2 separate regions of the Gossypium hirsutum genome follow, and region 2 is linked to region 1. A link is a contact called in public Hi-C data. All regions are on one chromosome and are shown on one strand. Each heading gives the region's core, a stretch centred on a gene start, on an enhancer-like site or on the middle of the called end of the contact. The rest is flanking DNA. Distances are from core to core; before and after follow the strand shown.

The links. A called contact is a pair of places that touch in the nucleus more often than the background predicts.
Region 2: a contact with region 1 is called in a Hi-C map of leaf, with 2.6 times the contacts expected there. The contact joins the enhancer-like site here to the promoter of LOC107910507 in region 1. A contact is called at or near these places in 2 of 34 Hi-C or Micro-C datasets (both in leaf).

Annotation. Positions count from the first base shown.
Region 1 is chrD02:9,172,273-9,176,435 of Gossypium_hirsutum_v2.1, reverse strand. LOC107910507 (1,4-dihydroxy-2-naphthoyl-CoA thioesterase 1) reads left to right here and starts at 2,000. Exons shown (of 3, transcript XM_016838362.2): 1 at 2,000-2,314; 2 at 2,400-2,591; 3 at 3,461-3,829. The coding sequence starts at 2,168. The coding sequence ends at 3,619.
Region 2 is chrD02:9,489,040-9,493,654 of Gossypium_hirsutum_v2.1, reverse strand. LOC107910494 (a long non-coding RNA gene) reads right to left here. Exons shown (of 2, transcript XR_005910166.1): 2 at 2,993-4,155. Among protein-coding and RNA genes, the nearest start is that of LOC107910494, 4.4 kb to the right of the region's middle. Within about 2 kb of position 3,319, at least 5 of the 9 cell types and tissues checked have an H3K27ac peak or open chromatin away from gene starts, as enhancers often do. A contact at or near this core is called in leaf, where this site is marked.

The sequences.
Region 1 (4,163 bases), core at 751-3,250:
ATCTCATCTCATTAAGTATTTTAGACTCAAAAGGTTACAGAATCAACATCAAGTCGAGCGACATTAAGATGTCTCGTGGGGCTCTCATTTTGTTAAAAGATAAAAGGAAAGACAATCTTTAAATTCTAAAAGGTTCTATAGTGATCGATGAAACTGGACATCCCTCGTCTGTTACGGAGTTGAAGTCAAATCATTTGGAGCGGAGGCAACTTGGTTATAGGAGGGGTAAAGGTATGACTATTTCGTTGAAATAAGGTTCTCTTTTGGATGCAGGTTTTGAAAAGTTTGGGTACTGTGTTTGTGAAAATCAAACCCGGGTTAGTTTTGATTTGGTAGTGCACAAGTCGAAGGCTAGAAGTCTTCCAACTTCTAACCACAGATTCGAATCTGTTAATTCCCTGCATGGTTTAAGATAGGTCTGTAAAGGGCTTTGGCAAAGATGGTGTTGTGGAAATACGAGTCAATGTGGAGATCTGTTGAGTATGCCTCATATTTCAGTCAAATTTGTGAGATAATCTCCCAGTTAAACTCTGTTTTTTCAGTCGAACTTTAATTAATCTAGATTATTTTATTATTATTTGACCTACGAATTTAGCCTATAAATAGGCTCTTTAACAACTTTAGAAAATACACCTATTAAAATATTAGAACTCATAACACTTTTGGAGAATTTTGTGTTTACGTTTTGAGGGTTCTTTGTTTTTGGGTGGGGTTTAGTTTTTATCTCCATCTTTTGTGCTTTTCGTTCTTTTGCTATTATAGTAAAATTATCTTTGTCCGTGATTTTTTATTCTCTTTGGAGGAGTTTTTCAACATTAAATTTGTGTGTTTAATTTCTCAATTTCTTCCGCTATTTTTTACTTGTTCGTTACTTAATCGAGTCGATCCCCAACAATTAGAATTAAATAAAAATTATATTTTGAAGTTTAAAATTTTTTTTATATAGTGAGAGAGTATAAACTAAATGAAAGAAGATTATGAGGAATTTTGGAAGATCACATCTCTAAATAGAACTTGAATTTGATTTTAGAGAACATAGGCTATTTTTGTTTTATTTTCTTGGAAAATGAAAAACACTTAAGGAAACAGTTTTAAAATTCCTTATAAATTTTGAAATCTTTTATTCTTTGTATTCAAGTAAATTCATTTTTCTAAAATTTAAAGTATATTATCAAATATATTTTTTAAACATTAAAACGAGTTATGATTTTTTAAAATTAAATAATCGCATAAATCTTAATAAAAGAAGAAAAGAAATCAATCAGCAATATGCATCAACACATTCTGAAAAAAGACTATGAATTGAAGAGAAAATAGTTCATGTTGTTAAAATACTAAAATAAGAAGAAAGCAGCGGTGTTGGTAGGTGGCGTGTGACAAATTACATCTGTTATCCACTGCTGCTACCTAATCTTGGAATTTCACCTACTCAAATGATTCCACGTGCTATAAAACATGTTCCATTAAGAGATTCATCGAATGATTATTTATATGTTTTTGCTTTGACTAATGGCTGCCATTTTCTCTTTTTATATAAATAAAGTGTTGAAGAAAATATTTATAGAGAATGATGAATTTAGAATAAGATAATATAATATCTGTTCCTCCCAAGTTTTGAAGCAATTAAAGATATGATTTATATTATCTATTTTAAGCTTGTAATTTTAATATGAATGAATTTAAAATAAAGTATTTTTATATTATTTCGTATCTCTTTTTACAATTAATATTTTAACAATTTAACCATTAAATTTATCAATTTAGTAAATTTTCAAATCAATAAATAATAAATAAAGAAATAAAAGAAAAAACATAAATTAAAACTTAAAATTTGGTCTACAAATTTAAATGCTAGGTTATGGTGTTAAGTAAGTTAGGTTAATGAGGCCATACAACACACACCAAGCACAAGTGCTACCTCACCTACCTACCAACGGACGGGAGCCAGGCTAGCTTTGATTTTGTTAATATACCAAAATACCCTTTGCTTTGTTGGCTCCGCTCTACTCCAAAACGCAAGTGGCTCGGACAATAAGGTTCGTAATTATATTATCCTTAACTATTACACACCAAAAACCAAATCTCAAACAACACCATTTCTCATGTCTTAAATTCCGATTATAAATTTCAGACAGAAATTATAGAGTTAATTGAAGTTGGTTTCTGAATGGATGAATCATCGTCATCTTCATCTTCGTCTTCGGACAAGACGGCCAATCTGGATTCTGCGCTCCATTTATTGGGATTTCAATTACAAGATTTGTCCCCTACCAAAGTTAACGGACACCTACACGTTACCCACAAGTGCTGCCAGGTTTCAGTTACAACGATTTTTTCCCCCTTCTTTTCGTTTTTTGTTTCGAAATAATAAAGTTGCAATTTGTATTGGCAAAAAGCAGCCGTTCAAGGTGTTGCACGGTGGAGTATCGGCTCTGATAGCGGAGGCGCTGGCTAGCATCGGGGCTCACATGGCCAGCGGTTTCCAAAGAGTGGCTGGGATCCACCTTAGCATCAATCACTTAAAGCGCGCTGAACTTGGTGACTTTATCTTCGCTGAAGCTACGCCCGTCAGTCCTGGCAAGACCATTCAGGTACGGACTGTTACTATTTTCACATTTATCTATTTATTAGGTGTTGAGAATTTAATCCCATTTTACTATACTAAAAAAAAGCAGTTTAACAAAAAAAAGTTTCTGTTGGATAATTTATATGCAATAAAATGATAAAAAAACAGCAATCCAAGTTGGGGTTTGATTTCTTTTTAGACAATGTGAGAATGATTGCAAAATTCAGACCCCAAATAATAATTTAACTGTTTATTGATTTTTTTTTTTTAAATCTTAGGCATCAAATTCTTTCTGTATTTGTTTATTTGTCTAATGCTCCGCTGTACGTGTAAATAAATAAAATGGCTATACTTGCTATCAAGTTTGAAAAAACTAAGAATGTAGGTGAGGTAAGCTGTGAGACGTGGACGATTTCAAATATTTTAATGTACATAATTTAATCAACTAGTATGTATGTCTCTAAAGGGATACATCTTAAATAATAAATATTGAGACGTGTATTCAATTCTCACTTGAATAGGCCATTCCATTTCTATCTTTTTCAGTACTGCACGCTCTAAATTACTTGGACGAACTTCTGTCATCAGTACCAATGTCTACAATTTACATGCAAAATGAGGTCTTTCTCTTCTCCATAAATGCTTTCACCATCACTAAAAATCGGGGTTGTCCTGGGATCAAACTCGAAACGGGTGTTAACTGAAGATTTAACTGCAAGTCTTTTACCGCTTGCTTTATCTATGGTTCAATTGGCAAATTTCTATCATAAAGTAAAATAATTTTAAAGGAAATATGCCAATGTCTACCAGCCGTGCCCTAAATAATGTTGCCAAAAAAATGCATACAGTTGTGTATATGAAGAAGGTTACTTAACTAATGCTGCCAAATGGTAGGTATGGGAGGTTCGACTGTGGAAAACAAAGGATTCAGCTTCAAGCTCGGATAGCAGAACCTTGGTATCATCATCAAGGGTTACTCTTTTGTGCAACTTGCCTGTGCCAGACCATGCTAAAGATGCTGCAGACAATCTTAAGAAGTATGCTAAGCTATGAGTGTAAATTGTATTCTACTTGACACTATATTTGCTCTAATAAATTCAACAAACATAGCTTGTATTTATTTTTTTTTCCTTGGATAAGGGTGGGGTTATCTAGGGATCGAATTCGGAATGAGTGTCGACCGAAGATTTGAACAAAGTCCTTTGTCCACTTGTATTTATATTTGTATTATATATCCCTTACTTTCCACCGGTTGAACAACAATTTCTGCAATCTCTCTTTTCCCCTAATCCATCATAATATATGTGTAATATATGCTTAAACCCTAATCTTTTACTGCCTAGGAAAGTATAATGGAGAATTAAATGCATACCCATCTGATTGAAGAATCTGATGACCAACAAGCGGTAATAAAAAACAGAGGATAAATGTTAGATAAGTCAAGCAACAATCAGTTCAACTGTAATTATATGGAAACATGGATTGATATAAGGGAGCTCACCATAATCCTAGCTTCATCAGTCTATAATCACTGATAAGCAGCAGGACAATAAACCATAGCTACCTTTGGATGGATGGTATGGTTGCTTCCGGTGAG
Region 2 (4,615 bases), core at 2,070-4,569, 320 kb before region 1:
TATGGTTCACAAAGTCTCGTTGTAGGACAGGATCCAACAAAGAATTACGTACACCTGACTACAGATGGTTTGGTTAGAAATGAGGACAGTTTTGTTGTTGCCCGAGGATTTGTATGTAACCACAATGAGGACTATATCTTCTATTTTAGTAGATATTTAGGCATGTGCATGGTTGTTGACGCCGAACTCTAGGGTATCCTAGATGTTTTGAAGCTTACTCTGCAACGGGATTATGGTAGTGTTCTAATTCAGACTAATAGTCTTGAACCCATTAATGCAATTCAAGATGTATCGTTGGGGATTCTAATTCGTATTTTATCAAGAGAATTCACTAGCTATTGGATTTAGTAAGACAATGGAAAATTCAATATATCTTTGCAAGGAGAATAAAATCACAAATGAAGATGGTTCGCGATAAGAGATGAGGCCTTAGACTGTTTGAAGATTCTCTCTTAGAGAAATTAACTTAATTAGTTTTTTGTAATTTGTTTCTTTTCACCAAAAAAGAAAAAAAGAAATAACTTCTCCAATTCACTAAATTGTTTTATTTTATGATTTTGTTTCTTTTGATGAAATAAAAGAGCACATAAACAAACAAATCATTACCAAAAAAAGAAATAACTTCTCCAATTCACTAAACTGTTTTATTTTATGATTTTGTTTCTTTTGATGAAATAAAAGAGGACATAAACAAACAAATCATTATGATTTTATTTTTTTACTTTGTATAAAAATACTTTTTATAACATTGTATCATTACTTAATTATGAATCTAACTTCTTTTATTTACAAAATATTATCTATTTATGGAGTAAGTTAAAAATCCAATGGCCTCAAGATTAGTCTAATGAGAGATACAAACAATGGATGGTTTGGTTGTTCCTTGTGCATTCTAAGGATAAGTGCAAAGAAATAACATGTGCAATCTGGGCTATTTGGGAGGACAGCCGAATGAGAGATACTGATAGTGGATGGACTATTTGTTCTTTGTGCATTCTAAGGATAAGTGCAAGGAAATAACATGTGTAATCTGGGCTATTTGGGGGGACAAAAACAGACAGGTGCATGAAGGGAGACATCAACCAAACATAGAAACGGTACATTTTATCATATCATATATATAGGATATTGATGAGACAAATGTTTGTTTACCTGAAAGGCGGGTTCAATCAGAAAGATGGAGACCATCAAAGCCACATTTTTTTAAGTTTGCCACATCTCAAAACCCAACGTAATAGTTTTGGGTTAGCAAAATCTAGTTAGTTGAGTTAGATACTAGAAATTAGGGTCGTAAGTAAGTAATTAAAGTATTAAAGTAACGTAATCTAGTTTTTATTTGATTAAATAGCTTAAAAATTTAATTTTGAAGTCTAATTTGAAAAAAAAATGGATTCTAATTGAATTAGGACCTAATGGAAAAGGGGAGAAACAGGGAGTGACCAAAAGGGTAAATTTCCCAATTTTTGAAACTTGGTCATTTACATGGAGTCATTCACGTCTTATTCCCTCTCTTAAACCCTAAACTATTCAAATTTTCCCTAAAGCTAAAAGAAAGGGTTTCTTTCGAAATTGATTTATCATTTTATATTTATTAACCTCCCAAACACCAAAATAACATCCAATTTCAAAGAAAAATCGCATTTTCTTTCCCAAAATTTTCATTGTTCTTCTTGAGTTCAAATCCAAAATTAAAGTTCTAAATCATCATTTTCATCGAATTAAGGTAATATTCTAACTTTTTAAGGTTAAAGAAAGAGTGTTGTTAATTCAATTTGAGTTTTAAACGATTGTATGAAGAATTATTTAGATTTGATGGTTTTAAAGCAAGCTTGGATTCAAAAATAGCAAATATCGTAACCTTGAGTAAACATGTGTTTTCAAAGTGACTTTTGATTCATTCTAACCTAATTAGAAGGTATTCCACTTCAATTTGATAGTTCATAACTGAATTTTCAATAATCAAACATTTTTCCCTTTTACATGTCTTTGAAAGCTTGAATTTTTTGGAAATTTTAGAACTATAGATTTAGGTGAAATTAATGGTTTAGATATGAAATTAAATGATGTTTGCGATGTTTGAAATCAAAATTGAGGATTAAAAATGATATTAGGAGTGTCAAAACTTTAATTTCGGTAAAACTAGCTAGTTTTCGGTAACGAGAAATGAGAGGCTTGGATGGTGTTTTCCTTGTTGTTTGGTTGTGTTCAAGGTTGTTTTTAATGATTTTAGAATGTGTTTGTTATGTGTGTAAAGTTTTGGATCAATATGGAGCCACTACGAGGAAGTCTAAATGCAAGGAAAAGCTTGTTTGACCTTTCGCCTAGTAAGCGGAAGCGTGATCGATGAGTGCCTGGAGTCGTTGTTGGTATTCGTAGCATTAACCGGGAGCTTAGCAATAGGCTAAACCCCAATCCTAAGTTCCAAGTGTAAGCCTTCTTTATACTTTTTGTTTTATTGTGAAATTTTGTCTAATGTATGTTGAGTTGTAAAATGTGAAACTGTTATGACAAGTAATGTGTGTGAATATTTGGATACCATAAATTGATTTTAATGCACACGTGCGTGGTCTGATGCATAATGGCTCAATGAGCATTATTGTGGCACTTAAAGTGTAATTAAATGTGAATCCTATATGATGCATTTTGTACAAGTTTGTGATGTAAATTGATGGATATGAACAGAGATTATGTGCATTAAAATAATATTTAAAATGTGTAATTGTGGATATTTTGGCCTTGTGATATCTTGAAATCGTTGGATATAATTGGCATGTCATAGGATTGTGAGTACTCACCTTTGCGTTTGTAATTGGGGCATTGTGGCCCAAGACAGATTGGAGAAATAAAGGAATGTCAAGCTAAGATCCATTCATCGGGACATGGTGTGTTAGAGAGTGTTTAGCTTTATGCTACACTTATAAGACATGTTAGACTCTTTGAGTCATTGGTGTGATAGAGATTCATTTCTCCAATGTGTGGTGATAGAGTCTAATTTTACGTTTCATAATTTCAAGCTACCAAATTATCATTATTTGAATTATATATGAGTTATTTTTTGTGTAAATACATGTGAGAGTATATGCTAGCCCTATGAGATAATGAAGCATGGTTATATTGTAAGGCCCAATTTCTGCCCGGGGCCCAAATATCAAAACAAAAGTAAACCCAAAAATAAAAAAGTCAATCTATAATAGGCCCAATATGACCCCAAAGCCCAAATGAAACCCAAAACCTAATAACCCAAAGTCTAGCCCAAATCAGATTAAATCTAACCCAGCTAGCCCAACAACTAAAAAACCTAACAGCCCAAAGCCCGATTAAAACATTTTCTTGAGTAAGAAACCCTAGCCAGGGTCAGCCTTCGGCACCGCATGTTCTGCTAGCCTCCTTTGCATACGTCGCCGCCGCTCGGCTTGCCAATCGTCGGTCTCACCAATCGCCGCCTTCCCATGCTCATCACATCAGTCACCTGCAAAACAGAAAACACATGCAACAGAGAAGACAACGAAGAAACAAACAAAATACTAACAGCAAGAAAATCAAAGAAATAAAAGCAAACAGAAAAGAAAAAGAAAAAGACAAGAAATCATAGCAATTAGCTTTAGTTTGGCTATAAAAGCCTAAACCCAATCTCTGCAATTGTTTTTCAGATACACAAGTAATCAAGATATAGATTTCAGACTACAGAAGGTGATTTGTGTCTCTGTTATTTTAGATTTATTTTTATTTTTTATTTTTATTTTAAAAATGGAATAAATAAAGAAAAACAGAAAACCAAAAGGGCGGTCGGGACTTACCTGTCTCCTCGTGGGCTATCGCCGTCGGAGTTCTCCTCCAGTCGTTAAGGCCGCAAAAACCCCTTGAGATTTCATCTCGACTGCATCCGCAAAAAGAAGACGGCGAAGTAGCAAGGACGACCACGTCCTCTTTTTCTTCCTCGTTTGCAGTTTCAAAATACCCCGAATCGGATTTACATTTGAAGAAAAAGCCCCTTTAAAGGGAGAGGATTCCTTTTTTAAAAGAAAAAAGACGTTTTTACTCTCTGGCACGGCGGTTACACGGCGGCGCTAGGGCGACCTACTGTTGAAAACCTAGGCCGGAGAGATGGGGGCGTTGAGAGGAAATGGAGGCTCCCTTTAGTTTTTTCCTTCTGGACTGAAAAAATAAAAGGTCAAAAAAAAATCTGGCTTCAATGATGTAATAAAACGGCACCGTTACAATAGGCCTCCTCAGGCGCCAAAACGGCGTCGTTCTAGGGAGGCCGACCCGTGACCCGACCCGCAGCCCGTAGGATCTGCGTATTTTACGATGATTGGGCTAATTCGATCCTTCTTGTTTTTTTGATTTGGGCCGCGAATTTTGACTTCCAAGTCAATCTGGTCCTTAGACCATGCGCAGACTCTCACTGCATTTAGGGCTGGAGAATATTTCCCTAAAGGTCCCTCAAGCTTCGAGCATATTTCAGTTCAGTCCCTTGCAACCTTTTTTAATTATTTGCGGTTTAAACCCCAATATTGTGACCCGATTTTAATTCGGTCCTCAGACATTTTATTTTTATTTTTATTATTTATTTTTTATTTATATTTGTTTTTTTATTTTAAACAAAAAGGGTTTT